Regions from separate parts of the Mus musculus genome. Here region 1 is linked to region 2. Evidence: chromatin contacts called from public Hi-C data. All regions are on one chromosome and are shown on one strand. The core of a region is the stretch at or near the end of the contact, and the rest is flanking DNA. Distances in the headings are between cores, read along the strand shown. Region 1 has its middle 360 kb from the start of Tle4. Region 2 holds the start of Tle4 (transducin-like enhancer of split 4).

What was found. A called contact is a pair of places that touch in the nucleus more often than the background predicts.
Region 1: a Hi-C map of the N1E-115 cell line shows a contact between it and region 2, with 9 times the contacts expected there. A contact is called at or near these places in 2 of 484 Hi-C or Micro-C datasets (the N1E-115 cell line and nephron progenitors) and 8 of 130 datasets of targeted methods (bone marrow-derived macrophages, craniofacial prominence, embryonic hindbrain and 4 more).

Annotation. Positions count from the first base shown.
Region 1 is chr19:14,953,676-14,957,495 of GRCm38.p6, reverse strand. No RefSeq gene overlaps it. Among named protein-coding and RNA genes, the nearest start is that of Tle4, 360 kb to the right of the region's middle.
Region 2 is chr19:14,595,980-14,599,974 of GRCm38.p6, reverse strand. Tle4 (transducin-like enhancer of split 4) reads left to right here and starts at 1,792. Exons shown (of 20, transcript NM_011600.3): 1 at 1,792-2,607; 2 at 3,121-3,218. The coding sequence starts at 2,563.

The DNA.
Region 1 (3,820 bases), core at 81-2,580, 360 kb before region 2:
GTTCACGACCCTCAGTGATGAGATGGTCTTTAATGCTCCTCCCCGACATACTCCTTGCTCTGACGCTGATTCTGAGATGGAGAATGGCCTCCCACCAGTCTGAGCACAAGGGTGTGGCGTCACCCGCAGGCTTGTTCCCCTTAACTCTGCTCACTTCTTTGTATTCCGTCATTTCATTAAATGCTCAGGAAAAAGCCTGTCTGTGATCCTGACTCATACAGAGAATTACAAGGTCCCCTACTCAGTCTCAAGGAGCATGATTAAGAACACAATTGAAAGTCTCCAGGGCTGCAGGGATAGTGCAGGGGGGTGGAGGTGGCAGCGGGGTTTCAGGGAAGACAGGCTCCTTGTTCTCTTGCACTTGCACCAGTCTTCGATCCTTTGAGCATTTGTACTTTAACCAGTGCCTCTGGTGTTCCTGCACACTTGCAGACAGGTGGGAAGCCAGTGCCCCCACACAATTCAGTTGCCTTCTTCACCTGGGTGAATTCTAATCACTGGAGCACACATGGCAGTTATGAGGTACGTGCATTTCAGGATTAAACGTGAGAGCGTCCTAATCTGTGCGCCAACATTCACCCAGCTGTGGCTTGCCTACCTAGTTTTCAATATTCAAGAGACTGTGGTCTGTGTTCTGGTGGTCATCAGTCCAGCAAGACTGCTAGCTGGGTTTTATTCGTAAGTGAGGTGGTGGTGTTCTACCTTACCATAAATAAATAGAACATCTTCACACTGGTTTCTGTCTTCTAGGATTACAGTAACTAGAACAGACTCTGAAGAGCAGTTTACTTATAGAAACAGGTTGACAGCCAGGATGCTCACCTCTGTCCTTCCTCACAGCCACAGCCACCAGCTTTCTGCTGTGTCACACTATGGCCTTAGCTGTCACAGAGCAGCGGGGGCTGGGAAGAAGCTTGGCTACAATCCCTGCAATTAGAAGCTGACCCTGAGATAAAAGTAACCGGAGGGCTGTACTTAATTGAATTCAAGTGACACTGTTCAAGCTCAGAAGGCAGAAGTGAGGGATACTGCTGCCTCTCAGACACAATAGCAAAGGCCCAGAACGGCTTGTTATTAAAACTACTGAAAAGTCCTTTCAAAGGAAAAAAAGCTGCTCTTTCCTACCTCTTAGCTAAGAGTGATTTTCCCCCCATTTTATAAAAATTGTGGTCCAAGTTTCATGAGAAGGCTTTACAAAGTTATCTTTAACTCTGTCAGCATTGCCAGTGTCAAACTCCAGTGAGGATGATTGTAATGTAACGTTAGCATTTTGTTGCACAATAGGAGATTTAGAGGGGAAAAAAGGGGGGTGGGAATGAAAGGACATAACCACAGAATGGTGAAGCTTCACTACTGCTCACGGGAAAGCCGTTGGTCTGGTGGTGTGGTAATGACAGGAACATAGGGAGATGAAGCCTGGCAGAGGTTGAAACCCTAGAGCTCAGAACAGTGGCAGAAATATCATATGACTGATTCACTAGCAGCAATGATGTGGCTTAACCTAAACCTAAAGGCAGAGTGACTACATTTTTAACCAAATTCTTAAAAAGTGCTTGCGCAAAGCCCTCTCCAAAGTGTCTTAGTTGAGAATGTCTGTATCTAACTCTGCTCTAGGAAGCAAGCTCTGGAAACAAGAAGAAAGGAAAGAAAATGTAAAATGTGTATACTAGATGAAGCATACAAAATTATAATAAATAGTGTCAGAAACAAGAAAGTAGGGCCTCTGTTGTGAGGAATTGTTTTATTCTTTGTGAAAAAAAAAATCATAGATGTATTCAGCAGAGCAAAAGTAGGGAAACATAACATTGACAATAGAAACCTCAACACTTTCAGAAGAAAATGTGAACCCAGGAAGGTGGGCAAAATGTAGTGCGATGGTGCCTAGTCACTATAGGTAGCAGAGGATAAGGGTGGATGACAGTCATCAGAGAAACACCGGGCTTAGAAAAGCTCGGTGGGATGCATTAAAATTCATGTTTGTAAAGGCACTTTTAAAATATTAAGAAATGTTTTTACTACAGCAAGCGAGAGGAGGTCCTCTCACAAAACTTCTTACCTGCCTCCCCTGGGAAGACAACTGATTACATATCCAAATGAGCTAACCACAGGCATATTGCGTCTGACCTTTGGAAGAACACTTTTGATGCTGTGCTGTAGAAAGGGTGCTCTGTCAGACAGCTATTAAGCTAGGAGCAAGCACAGGCTTTGGCTGGGGAGGTATAACTCTGTGAGCTGTGTCATATGGAGACAGCCGGCAAAGAGCCATGAAGCAGTCTCCTCCGTGTACTAACAAGGTGAGCCAGCCAATCTTCAGAAGCCGGGATGCAGGGAGATTGATGGGGAAAGCTCTATCACTGTCTAGGGAAGATCTCCTACCCAGGCAGTCCTTTCAGTCTGTGGCACTTGCATGGGGGTAGGGGTGGAGGGGTTTCAGATTCTTCCTGATAGATTTGCACTTTCTTTAATAGTATATAATAGTATACCAAGTTTACATAAGAGTGCTTCTGTAGCTTTTGTTTCACCATCAAAATGCCAGGTAAACATATCTTGACTTACCGGCAAGAAAATGAGATTCACCAAGCCCCACCACCTACTTATTCCTGGACACACAGACCCACTGTGTCTAGTTAATGACAATGTGTCCTTGGCATGCCCTGCCCAGCTGTGGATGAGGTTGGAAACTGGTTTTCAAGCAGAGCAGTGGTGTATAGTGCTCCTCCATCTTTAGGTTCCTAATTCTAGCTGGAAATTTGAGGAATAATGAACAGACTAAAAGCAAAACCTAGACTGCATACCAGACTATGTGAGTTAAAAATGAGTTTTATGCGTCCAAATCACAAAGGAAAAGAATCTTATTTACTGATATGTAAAACATATGGAATGAACATTTCAGCATCCTATAAATAAAATTGTATTAGGACAGCCATGTCCCTTTGTTTGTTTATTTAATATGCGTTTGAGGCTGGAGGAGATCAGAGCAGGAGACTTACTTTAGATTAATGGTTTCCAATCAAACTTCCTTCATTTTTCTTTCTTCTCCCCCCACCCCACTCCTCCTCTTCCTCCTTTCTTTTTTCTATCTGGTTTTCTTCCCACCCTTCTTTCTGGTTCTCCCTTCTTTCCTTCCTCCTTTATTTATGTTAGTAGAGTCCCAGAGCTTCTTCCCATAGAGCCTTGCTCTCCAAAGTGCAGCCAAGCACTGGCCCAGAGGCCCCTTCAGACGGAGGGAGCCCATGATCGGAGCCTTCTTTCTCTCCATCCAAAAGGAACAGACACTAGAGAACACACAGCCTCCATTTTCTTCCTATTTTCATATGCACAGTAACCTTCTCAGGTATTTTCTTCCCTGCTAGACTGGTTCCCTCTTGTCAGAAATACATCTTTCTCCTGCCAACATATGGCACTTGGCAGAACTTGATAAATATTAATGCCTCAAATATTAGTAGTTGTTAGCAAATTCATCACAAAAAAAACTTAGGATAGCAAAAACTCTTCTCAAGGATAAAAGAACCTGTGGTGGAATCACTATGCCTGACCTAAAGCTGTACTACAGAGCAATTGTGATAAAAACTGCATGGTACTGGTACAGTGACAGACAAGTAGACCAATGGAATAGAATTGAAGACCCAGAAATGAACCCACACACCTATGGTCACTTGATCTTTGACAAGGGAGCTAAAACCATCCAGTGGAAAAAAGACATCATTTTCAACAAATGGTGCTGGCACAACTGGCGGTTATCATGTAGAAGAATGCGAATTGATGCATTCCTATCTCCTTGTACTAAGGTCAAATCTAAGTGGATCAAGGAACTACACAT
Region 2 (3,995 bases), core at 543-3,042:
ACGGCGCTGTTCTTGTTCTGAGACTCAATGTCCTAGTGCAGACACGGTTATCACTCAAGCCTTCTGAGAACGATTCAGAACACTGCTGTACATCTGCGAGCTTCAGGAAATAACTTGGAGCCAGCAAGATAGCTCAACAGGTACATGCACTTGTCACTTGATCTCCAGGGCTTGTGAACACACAAACACACACACACGCACAGACTCAAATCCCCCCGCCCCCCCCACACTAAATAAATGTATAAAATTTTTCAAAATTTCTAAGAAGCAAGTTTTTTTCAAACAGGCAAAATAAAGCCATTTTGCTTAACTGATAGCTTTAAAAATGCAGTCCTAATATGCAATTATTGTTGAGCTTAAAAAAAAAAACCCTCACGTGTTCAAAATCCTCTTTATGTGAATCCCCTTTATTCTGGATTGGCCGCATTTTAATAATTGGGTATGAGACAGAGGCAAGTCCTCCATCCTCTTATTTTGGAAATTAAATTTACAGAACGGAGGCATTGTATGAGCCTCAGTTCTGGATTTTTAGCAAGACTACTGCAGTCTTTCTTTGCCTCGGTGTCCTCAGTGGCCAGTACTAGTGAGGCCCACAGAACGCCTTGAATTGGGCATTAAGCTACCGGTTCCTCTGTCGTGGAAAGCGCTATCATTAGGAAAAACGTTTTTCCCACATTTGTTGAACCAACAGCACCGTATTAGCCTGCACTTCGAGTTAAGGTGGGACTCAGAAATGAATGTCCCAAACACAGCAGCCTTGGCTACAATCCTGCTTGACTTTTTCCGAATTCTTTTGATTGCCCAGGGGTCAGAGGTTCCTTAGCTCAGCCTTAAGGCTCCCAACACCCGCCAAGTCTCAAAACTGCCTCGGGCGGGCTGCCACTCCCGGGTTCTGACCCTCTTCCGTAGGCCATCACAAGCCCAAGGCCCGACGGTCCACACTCGGACCCTCTTTCAACCCCGGAGTAAGTTGACTGGTGCCTCTAAAGAAAGGGAATGTCAAGAGTCTGCCGGCCGGGAAGCTCTGGGACCGGCCCAGTGCACGCCTCCCGGCTGCGGCTCTAAACCGGGCCGACGGCGTCCGCGCTCACGCGGAAAATTATGCCGGCTCCAGCAGCGCGTAAAATGGATGTGAACCGCACGGAGTGGGATCAGCGCGATCCTCCCTCTCTTGTCTCAACAGGGGTTTCGGCGCGTTGCACAAGGCCGAGCTTGTCTCTTTACGGAGACATCGGGCCCTAATTAGTGCGCACCCCCGCGCGGTCGCCAGGCCTGGGCTCCGCGTCGAACGGGAGATGAGCCTCGGAGGGCGTCTTCGGACCGGCCTGCAGTCTCACCGCCATCGCCGCCGAAACCTGCTTCTAAAGATGCAGCCAGTGCAGCAGCGACAGCAGCCGCCGCGGCTCGCCACCCCACGTTACTTTGATTGACAGCTGAACAAATGTTTCCGCGGTTCGAACGCTCGCACTAGGGAACAGCGGCCAGGGCGAGGCTCCGCCCCGGGCGGGCCGCTGCGCCCCGCCTCCGCCAGCACCAATTCTTTGCAGTTATTGGTCGGAGCTCCACGCCACGCCCTGTCCCCACGTGGGCCTAGCCTGCCCGGCCCCGCCCTCCTGGCTTGCCATTTGTCAGCGGTGAAATGATGGGCAGTAACACAGAACCGCGATTAATGTTCAGCCATCTCCGATTGGTTGATGCGGCGCCCTCGCGCCGCGGGAGGGCGGGGCTCCTGGAGAGCGCCGCGGAGAGCGCGCGGGGCTAGCCGGAGACTGTAGTCAATCTGGAGGCATCCTTGGCCACAGTAGCCGCGCGAGGACTACATCTCCCGGGATGCTCCTTGGGCCCTCCGCGGATGGTCGTGAATATGTATCAGAATGTTAATGATTAGCTGCTGCTAAATTTGGTCAAAGAAGTCACCTACACAGAGCGCGTTGTTAGAGCTGTTCCGAGCGGGCGTTCGGCTGTTGGCTGCCTTCTTCCCCCTCTTACACACTCGTGTATTATTTTGAGGTGGTGTTCGCAGAGTTTGAAAGAGAATTTTAAAAAGCCGCAAGCGTTTCGCTCTTTTATTTTTATAATCCCCTTCAATTTGGGGCTAAAAAAACAGGAAGGAAGAAAAGGAAATGAAATGTGGTAAAAGAAGCTAAAAGGTGCCTTTTAAAAGATCGTTGCTGTGAAGTGAAAAAAAATCTCCAGAGAACCCCCAAGCGCCGCGAGACCTCTTCCGAACCAAAGGAGTTTGCGCTCGCTCTCAGGGAAGAAGCGACCATTCATTCCGAGGAATAGCAGCCAATTAAAAGACAAATAAAAAAAGTTTGGAGTGGGGCGCGAGCAGGCGGGCGGCGCTCGGCGGGCGCGGGGCTCGGCGGGCGCAGGACGGACGGTGCCCGCCGCCCTCAGTGACGCCCGCGGGGAATGCGGAGCCGGCCGCCCGCGCCCAGCCGCCGCGCCTGCCTGCCGCCCGCGTCACGCGAGACCCGCAGGCCCGGGACGCCGCCGCGGGGCCCTCGAAGCGGATGAGCCGCGCGCCTCTGCCTGGCGCAGCCAACTAAAGCGGCGTGGATGATTCGCGACCTGAGCAAGATGTACCCGCAGACGCGCCACCCGGTGAGTGGCGCCGCGCCCGCAGCCCTGTCCGCGGCCGGCCGCTCCGAGGGTGCGGGAGGCGACCGACTTGTAGCCATTTTCTTATTGTTGTCTCTGAAGCCCCGGGAAGCAGCGCGCCGCCGCTCTCCGCCCGCGCGGCTCTCCCGAGGGGGGCGAGCCGGGCGGCGCGAGTCTGCGGGGTGGAGGGCGCCGGCGGCCACAGGCCGGACTCGCTCTGCTAGCTGACGGCCGCTCGACGCCATGGCGCGGCTGCCTCCGACGGGCCACTTTCGATTCCGGGTAGGGAGGGATGGGAGAGCCGGGCCGGGGGCTCGGGGGTTTGGGGGGTGACGGGGGGAGGCGGAAGCCAGGCTGAGAAGCTGAGCCGAGGGAGGCCGCCCGGAGGCACCGGGACCCCAGCAGGCGAGCGAGAGGCGGGAGCGGCGCGACCAACCCCCCCACGTCTCGGACCGCGGGCTGTCCACCCCCCACCTGCGATGTGGGCTAATTAAATATTTTATTGTTGTTCTTTAGGCACCGCATCAGCCTGCTCAACCCTTCAAATTTACAATTTCAGAATCCTGTGATCGGATTAAGGAAGAGTTTCAGTTTTTACAGGCTCAATACCACAGGTAACGATATTGACTTTAGCTGATCCTTCTGTTTGCTTAGCTCTTGTCTTACCCCCTTCCAACACTACCCCCCTCCTCCCCCACCCCCCCACAAAGGTATTACCATTTCCCCCCTGTGGGCAGAAAAGGCAAGTCAGGGCCTCTTTTTCCTTTAGGCAGGTGTAAAGAAATTAAGCATTTTCTTCTCCGGTAAACAGAAAAGGAAGCAGAACAATCGAAACTGGGGAGACTTGGAAAACGCTGAGGCCAAACTTTCGATATTGATTTATTGGGTCAGGAGGCTGGAAGGTTGGGAAGATTCTGGGGCCCTTTGACTTCTTGCTTCTTTATTACTCTGGGCTGCATTTCTTCCTTCTACCATCATGGCATAATTTAAGAGCCAGGGAGTTAAGCAGTGAGCCATTTCATTACTTTTATTAAAAAAAAAACAAATAATAATAATAAAAACAGGACACCCCCCCCCCCCAATGCTTTTGTGTTCAACGCTCTTAGACTTGGAGTGCTTTTGAAACATGTTTGTTTCACCGGGTCCTTAATGATGCAGAATTCTTATTGCAAGAGCCCAAACAAGCTGCTGGACCAGATCAACACCTCCCACCCCCACATGCTATTCAACTTGTCTGTATTTTTTGGAGGGGGAAAAACAATTTGTCAGGAGACCGTGTTGATTCTGATTTTCATTAACCTCATAGAATATTAATGATAGAACCTTCCCTGTGGCATTTTCATGGACCTAACTTTGCTTATATATATATATATATATAATTATTAGCGATG